2 separate regions of the Rattus norvegicus genome follow, and region 1 is linked to region 2. A link is a contact called in public Hi-C data. All regions are on one chromosome and are shown on one strand. The core of a region is the stretch at or near the end of the contact, and the rest is flanking DNA. Distances in the headings are between cores, read along the strand shown.

Region 1 (4,011 bases), core at 1,201-3,700, 200 kb after region 2:
TCTCCTCCGTAGACCACAGGCTCTTTGCAAGGTGAGCTGCTGCACCCTCGGTGAGTAGGACAGAGTCTGTACATTGGGGGTTGGGGATTTAGCTCAGTGGTAGAGTGCTTGCCTAGCAAGCACAAGGCCCTGGGTTCGGTCCCCAGCTCCGAGAAAAAGAAAAAAGAAAAAAAAAAGAATTTAAAAAAAAGGGGGGGGCTGGGAATTTAGCTCAGTGGTAGAGCGCTTGCCTAGGAAGCGCAAGGCCCTGGGTTCGGTCCCCAGCTCCGGAAAAGAAGAAAAAAGAAAAAAGAAAAAAAAACAAAAAACCAAAAACAGAGTCTATACATTACCGGGGCTCAGTAAACATTGGCTGGATGATCTAAAACAGGGAAACCCATTAACACCGAAACAAGCTTGAGAGGACACAGCTCTGCAGAGACTGGCTCTAGGCAGCTAGCTCACTTACGTGGCTTTAAGAAAGTCACTTTGGCCCTGTGTACCTTGAGGATACTAGAGTAAAACTATGCAGAAGGTCTTTTCTTCTCAGTTTCTTTTTTTTTTTTTTTTTCCGGAGCTGGGGACCGAACCCAGGGCCTTGCGCTTCCTAGGTAAACGCTCTACCACTGAGCCAAATCCCCAACCCTCAGAAGATCTTTTCCAAATTGTAATGTTGAATCTGTTATCTGTATAAGTCATGGGATATGTCAATTAAAGGAGAAGGTGAACGAGGTGGCATTGCTAGTGTCGTTTTGCTTTCTGTCCTGTGTTTTTTAGACAGGGTGCTGTTATGGAGGTCCGACATTACAAGTGTGGGCTACCACATCTGGTGCCTAGGAGGTTGAAGTGGGCAGAGGTGGTTGGGATCTTCCTCAATTGCTTTGCGGCTTAATTCCTTCAAGGTCTAGTTTACGTGTATGAATGTTTTCCGTTTCTGCTTGTGTGCATGTGTCCGTACCTGGTGCATCAGAAGAAGGCATTTGATTCCCTGGAACTGGAGTTACAGAAGGTTATGAGCCACCATGCCAGGCCTGGCAACAGACCCCTGGTCCTCTCTTTTTTTTTTTTTTTTAAATTTATTTATTATATATAAGTACACTGTAGTTGTCTTCAGACACACCAGAAGAGGGCATCAGATCTCATCACAGATGGTCGTGAGCCACCATGTGGTTGCTGGGATTTGAACTCAGGACCTCTGGAAGAGCAGTCAGTGCTCTTAACCGCTGAGCCATCTCTCCAGCCCACCCTGGTCCTCTCTTAACTGCTGAATCAGCTGCTCCTGCTTTAATATTTGAGACAAGACCTCTCACCTGAACTCCCTAACTGAGTCAGACAGGCTGACCAGCAACCTTTCAGGGACCTTTCCACCCTTGCACACATTGGGGGCATAGGCGAGACCACTGTGCCTGGATTTCTTTTCTTTCACTTGGTTTTCTGGGATCAGACTCAGGTCTTTCTTTTTGCATGGTAAGCACTCTGTTGCCTTAGCCATCTGTCCAACCCCCTCTCCCAACACACTTTTTGAGACATGGAAATCCAGGTACCCCCTTGGTGGGGTGCTCCACAGTGTAGTTTCCTTCAACGGTTGAAGTTATTAAAGTTGAGATCGTATCTCAACTCTTCAGCCTGAGTCTATAGTCAGTATCATGAAGATTAATAAACAAAAATTTTGGCGGGAGATGTGGTTCGGTTGGTAGAGTGTTTGCCTAACATACATGAAGCCCTAGTTCCACCCTGCATATATCAGGCACAGGGGTGTGTACCTGTAATTCCAGCACTCGGTAGGTGCAAGCAGGAAGATTATCAGTTTAGGGTTATCCTGGGCTCATGATACTCTATCACAAACCAAAAACCCTTTAAGTATGCAAATCAATAACTAGGAACTCTTATTGCAGTGGTATGAGGCGTAGTCTAGGGAGCCTAAAACCCTCACAGTGCTGCGCTTGAAGAATCGTCTGGGTGTAATTCCCTCTGAGTTGCATTTTATGGGACTCTAGTGGTCACCAAACTACTCCCTGTCTTTTCCTGCCGCGCTGTCCTGCACTGGTTTAAGACTTCTCAAGCTCCGCCTCCGGGGAAGGGCGTGGCCTCACCAGAGGGGGCGTGTACAAGCCGAGAATTGGGCCTTCTTGCCTCCAGTCTGGAGCCGCCCAATCCGGGGGGTTGAAGGAGGTCGATCACGTGACCGGGAGTTTTTTTTTTCACCCTCCCTTATGCCTATACCACTTCTGCTGTCCCTAGGGAGGATGTCTTGCTCCTTTTCAGGAAGTAAACCATGTATTGTGATCTTTGATGAGTTAGAAAAAGGTAAAATTGTACTTTTACTGTGACTGAGTCAGTTTTTGCCTCTGGAGTGGTATTTTCGCCTCTAGGCTTCCCCCCACAACTTGGGTAGTTGGTCTCGTCCAGCCTGGCCCTGGGCGCGGCGGCGACGGCCGCGTCACTGGCGGGCGGGATCCCTCCGCTCTGGGGAGAGCAGCGCTGGACGGTTGAGTTGGGGTGACTGAGGAAATCCATCCGCGTCGCCGCCGCTGCCGCCTCCGCCGCGGAGGAAGACAGGACCTCCCGCGCTCCTCCAAGCGACCCCTTGGCAGAGTCCCACCACCTCAGGTACCTCCGCTGACAAAAGGAGTCCTCATCTCCCCCAGCCCCAAATCCTCACGGGTGTGTGTGTGGCAGGGGGAAGCCTCGGTTCCTTCCGTCTCCCGGGTTTGGCTCTTGGGAAACGGACGTAACTCCCCAGACCTCCCCTCCCTTCCTCTGGCCCGGTCGTTTCCAAACCCGGAAGGGGAACTGGGGGGGACCCTCGGCTTCAATAATGCATGCGCTCCCTGCAGTATCAGTGGCAATTTTTTTCTAATTTAGACCCCCATCCCAGCCCCGCCTGCCTCTTACTCCCTTAATAGTTGGGGGGCTAAATTCCGGGTTTCTTCTAGGTCCTGTCCCGCCCCCTTTCCCCCACCACCACCCTGCTGCCTGCCCTTGGGTTACAAGCCTCGTGCCCACTCGTTTCACACCCTTGCTTGCATTAGCCTTGCAGAACTCCAGAATCCCAGGAGATACGGCCAAGGCCTCAAGGCCACCCTTGTCTTCGTCTCCACCCTACTGTCCCTTGATTTAGGCTCTGGCAGTGTTTTCTCAGTCCCGAACCCTAAACTGGAGATCTCAGCTCCTTATTCTTTTTATAAATCCCTACCCCAGGTCTGGCACCTAGTCGCCTGTCCCCTTCACCCAGCTTTCTTTTGGGCAAAATGGAGGTCCTACGAACTGGAGGGCCTGGCCCACTGCACTTCGCAGCACGGCACCAGCCTGCGCCGTCCAGCTGCTAGATCTGAGGACCCTCTCTTGTCTCCTCTCACACCTGCGGAGGCGGTGGCACCTTTTTTGTTTGTTTGTGGGGTATGGTTGCTTTATCCCTAGAATCGAGGAGCTGCTGAGGGAACCTTGGAGGGTAATGGGGATCAAGGGCTGGGAGCGTGGTCCCCGACCCAGTGTCTTCTTCCTGGCCTGTTTTCCTTCTGCTTGTGTCATTGGGGCCAGACCTGGGCTGCTGGCAGCTGGAAGAAAGGGGCTTTTGTCCACAGCTGGAGTGGGGTACTAGCTGTGTCGTTGCCCCCCCTCCCACTTCATTTTGGAGGGGCATCCTCTGGCACTGGCGCAGAAAGCTGAACTTATGGAGGGGAAACATCTTCGGGGAAGAGGAACGCCCAGTGGCTGGGGGAAGTGGGAGCTGGGTGGGGGACGTCTGGGTCGCCAGAGTGCAATAATCACGTCCAGATCGCACAGGTGTCCCGGGAAGGCAGGACGTCGGAGGCTGGAGTGGTGCCAGCTAGGCCTCGGGGGCTCTTGGGCGCAGAGCTGGGCTCTAGGGGTGCCTAGGGGCATCGGGCCGAGCCGCCTGGGGCTGCTCGCCGGCGCCTGGGAGAGAGCAGCTACGCGCCCCGGGACCAGGGGCCTCTCTTCGGAGCCCTAATTACTTCTGAGAGGCTCCCACGGGCTTTGTGCGGGCGCGGCGGGGCGGGCGACCTCGCT
Region 2 (3,873 bases), core at 590-3,089:
CTTCTTTCACACAACTGAGTCCAAGAATTACAAACGCAGCCGCCACACCTGACATTCATGGAAACTTCTCATCACCTTTCTTATCGTGGTAGACTCAGTGCTCGTGAGTTAACCTAGGCATGCTAGTTCAGTTCAACACTTCACTGTTGAGCTTCGGAACACACTGGCCTTGAACTCAGAGGTCTGCATGCCTCTGCCTTCCAAATGCTGACAAAAGGATGCCCCAATGTGCCCGTCTTACAGTTTATTTGGTGTGTGTGTGTGTGTGTGTGTGTGTGTGTGTGTGTGTGTGTGTGTGTGTGTTTGGTTGTGGGAATGTGCCCATTGGTGCAGGTGCCTGAGGCTGCTGGGCAATCTGATCCTCTGAAGCAGGTATTACAGGGAGTTGTGAGCCACTCAGTGTGGGCGCTGGGAGCTGAGCTCTAGTCTTCTGCAAAAGTAGTATGTGCTTGTTTTTAAGGATAGGTAAATGTTGGGGGGGGGATGGGTGACACACACCTTTTTTTTTTTTTTTTTTTTTGGTTCCTTTTTTCGGAGCTGGGGACCGAACCCAGGGCCTTGCGCTTCCTAGGCAAGCGCTCTACCATTGAGCTAAATCCCCAACCCCGACACACACCTTTAATCCCAGCACTCGGATAGCAGAAGTAGGCAGATCTTTGAATTCTAGGCTGGCCTGGTCTACAGAGTGTGTCCCAGGACAGTCTAGGCTACACAGAGAAACCCTGTACTGAAAAACGAAAATCAAACAAAAGCAATTCCTTCCCCTCTCTTGTCTATTTATTCTTTATCTCTTTGTTAAAATTCATCCAGCACTCAGGAGGCAGAGGCAGGTGGATCACTGTGAGTTCCAGACCAATCTTGTCTACGAACTGAGTTCCACGACAGCCAGGGTTACACGCAGAAAAATCTTGTCTGAAGAAAAAAAAAAAAAAAAACAAAACACACTCTTTCTTCTCTTGTCTGTCTTGCTTTAGCCATAGTAAAGAATGGCTGTAGTAGCCGGGTCCTGTAGTCCAGGAAACAAGCTTCCCACATACGCTTACTCCTCCAGACTGCATCCCTATATGGGGCTGTTGATTTACAAAGTGCTTACAACCCTCTTCCTTCCTAAGGTCTTTATTTATAGTCTCACGCAGGCCATGTTGGCTTTGAACTTGTGTAGCAGAGGATGACCTTGAACTGAAGGTCCTCTCGATTCCACCTGAGGAATGCTGGGATCACAGGTGTCTGCCACAGCGCGCCAGGCCTCCAGTAAGGTTAATCAAGGCAAGTATGACATGAGACACAGCTCAGACAAGCAGTGAGATCTGCTTGAAGCCACATAGCACACCTGCAAAGATTTTGCCGCATTGAAAGCATCCACAGGTACCAGGGATTAGGATGTACATATTTTGCAGGGATCTTTTTTTTTTTTCAGTCATTGGAGGATACAGCCGAGTTCTCCTCGATGCCAATTTACCCAACCACAAAGCTATGTGTTGAAGCTAATCCAAGCAAGGAATTTGTCAGAGGGCTGATGAGAAAAGGTTAACGGAGGGGAGGGGTGAGGTCACATCCCTAACCACTCCCAAGTAGTGGTCTCCAGTACAGACCAACCTAGTGCGCGCAGATCCTGGCGGGCGGCGCCCACGGAGTCAAAGGTTAGTAAGGGATGACTTGGACCGCGGGGGCGGACGTGCGGAAGACTTTGAGCCCCACACGGTGGAACAAGGTCCGGGCGCCTGGGAGGCTGCAAGGGGAGGAGGCCCAGCACCAAGCCAATCCCTCCCCGCACCTAGGGCGGGGTGGCGGGGTGGGGGCACGGCCCGGGGTAGGCCAAAGGAGCACGCCCCCTGCTGAGCAGATGCGCTGATCTCGGGGCAGGCGACTCGGAGTCCCTCTGCCCGCCTCACCGCTTGGCAGCCGCAGCCTCCCACCCGGGAACACTAAGGCGCACGGGGTTCGCGGGTGGGTGCGACCTCCAGGCTCCCGCTGGGGGGCGCCGCTGAGCACCCCGCTCCGCTCTGCTTAGGGATTGGGAGACCCAACCCAGCACAGCACCGCTGAGTAGGGGGCGCGGGTTGGCGAGGACCAGACGCCCGAAGGCTGGGGAGCGGGACTCCCACACCCCAAGACCTTCCTCTCAAGATCCCCTGTACGCTCCGCAGTCCCTGCATCCTCCACCCCAACCTCCTGGTGCAGCGCCACACCGCCGTTCCCGCTCTGTCCTTGGAGGGTGTGGAAGGGTGGGTTTGGGGCCGGGGGCGGGTCTGGGGGCGGACCCGGAGGCGGGGCTGTCTCTGCGGCAGGGCCCAGTTCGGCTCCCCCGGTCTCTCTCTGTCTCTCCTCCTCCCTCCTCCTGCTCCGGGCGGAGCCCGGCATGGGGGGGCCGGCGCCCGGCAGGCCAGGTACGGTGATGTAGAAACTGGGGAGGCTTCATGCGGGGAGGTGGTGATGGGGGGACTAGGGGTAGGGAGGATTGGCGGGGCGAGAGGCGGAGACACCCAGGGTAGCAGGACAAGGGGAAGAGGAGGGGGTGCCCCGGGAACCTGGGGCCCTTGGATGGAAAAAGGGGGGGGGGGAATGAAGCAGGCCAGGTTTGGAACAAACTGGGGAAGGAGGAGGACGGCTGTGAGGAGGGGCTCCAGGGAGGAGACGTGAAGCTGAAGGCGAAAGGGAGAGAGTGTGTTTGGGGGAAGGGACGCAAAGCGCAGGTATGGAGGCCGCAGCACAGAAGGTTGCTATGGGGCCAGGCTGGAGACCCCCGCCCCCGCCAGGGTGGGATTCAGGGGCGGGACTACTAGGGGGAAGCCGGGGTTCTCCCAAATCCTGGAGCAGACAGAAGGTAGATTGATTTGGGCTATCAGCAAGAGGAGGGAGGCAGAAACCATTGCCGAGGGACCAGAGAGCTCAAATAGAGGTGGACGGAGGTCCAGGCCCAGGATTGGAAAAGCGGGGACTCCAAAGAGTGAAGGTAGATGGACGGGTGGAATTTTAGTTATCCAACTCAGTATCGCCATCCTTCCTTCAGCATCCCCACCCTGTCCTGATGAACCCCCCACTAAACCTCGGGCCCAAAAGAGGGTAGCAAGCCTAACTGCCCCCCCCCCCGGTTGGGTGTGATGTACGCAAGTAGGCCCCGAGCACAACTTGTCTGAAGGTGTGGCCAATTCCATAGCAGATTTGTGTGCTAGAGGTCTGTGTGTATCGGTGGGTGTGTCTGTGGGTGTTTATGTCTGTGTGTTTGTTGTTCCTGGGTTTGTGTTTACCTGTGCCCCTTTATGTCTGTCCCTGTTTGTAGATCTAAGTCTGTCGCTGGTGGTGTGTCTAAATATGCTGTGTCCCTACAGAGTTGCTGTATGCTTGAGAGGTCTGTCTGTGGTGGTTCAGGATCTATTTACACAGAATGGGAATCTGTGTCAACCTGATCTCTCAGTGTCTGTGGCTCCAAACACCTTTGTCAGGGTGTGTGATTCCGGACACACACACACACACTTCTATGGCTGGCTGGATGGGAGGGGTCCCCTAAGCTGTACTGGAAATTCTGTGCCTGTGTTTTCCTCTTCTGAAGACCCAAATCATGTCTCTGTTCCTCTTTCTTTTTTTCATTCCTCCCTCCCCAACCATATCCTTCTTTTTCTCTCCACCCATTCCCTTTATCAAGTGGATCCGGGACCCAGGGAGGGCCGCCCCCCGGGCCTGGTGGCATTAAGCAGGGCCCCTCAGCCCCCACCTCTTGTCCCACGACATGAACCTTCTCTACCGAAAAACCAAGCTGGAGTGGAGACAGCACAAAGAAGAGGAGGCCAAAAGGAGGTAAGGCTGAGCCCTCGACTGTCCCACCCATGGCCTGTTGCACTCAGACCTGCCCCTTTCGCTTAGCCACAGCCCTTG

The links. A called contact is a pair of places that touch in the nucleus more often than the background predicts.
Region 1: a Hi-C map of the A7r5 cell line shows a contact between it and region 2, with 2.4 times the contacts expected there. The contact joins the promoter of Gnb2 here to the promoter of Nyap1 in region 2. A contact is called at or near these places in 1 of 12 Hi-C or Micro-C datasets (the A7r5 cell line) and 1 of 1 datasets of contacts at active chromatin or transcription factors (oligodendrocytes).

What each region holds. Positions count from the first base shown.
Region 1 is chr12:24,793,329-24,797,339 of GRCr8, forward strand. It overlaps Gnb2 (G protein subunit beta 2), which reads left to right and starts at 2,451. Exons shown (of 9, transcript NM_031037.2): 1 at 2,451-2,589.
Region 2 is chr12:24,591,225-24,595,097 of GRCr8, forward strand. It overlaps Nyap1 (neuronal tyrosine-phosphorylated phosphoinositide-3-kinase adaptor 1), which reads left to right and starts at 1,840. Exons shown (of 7, transcript NM_001107132.1): 1 at 1,840-2,387; 2 at 3,644-3,795. The coding sequence starts at 3,728.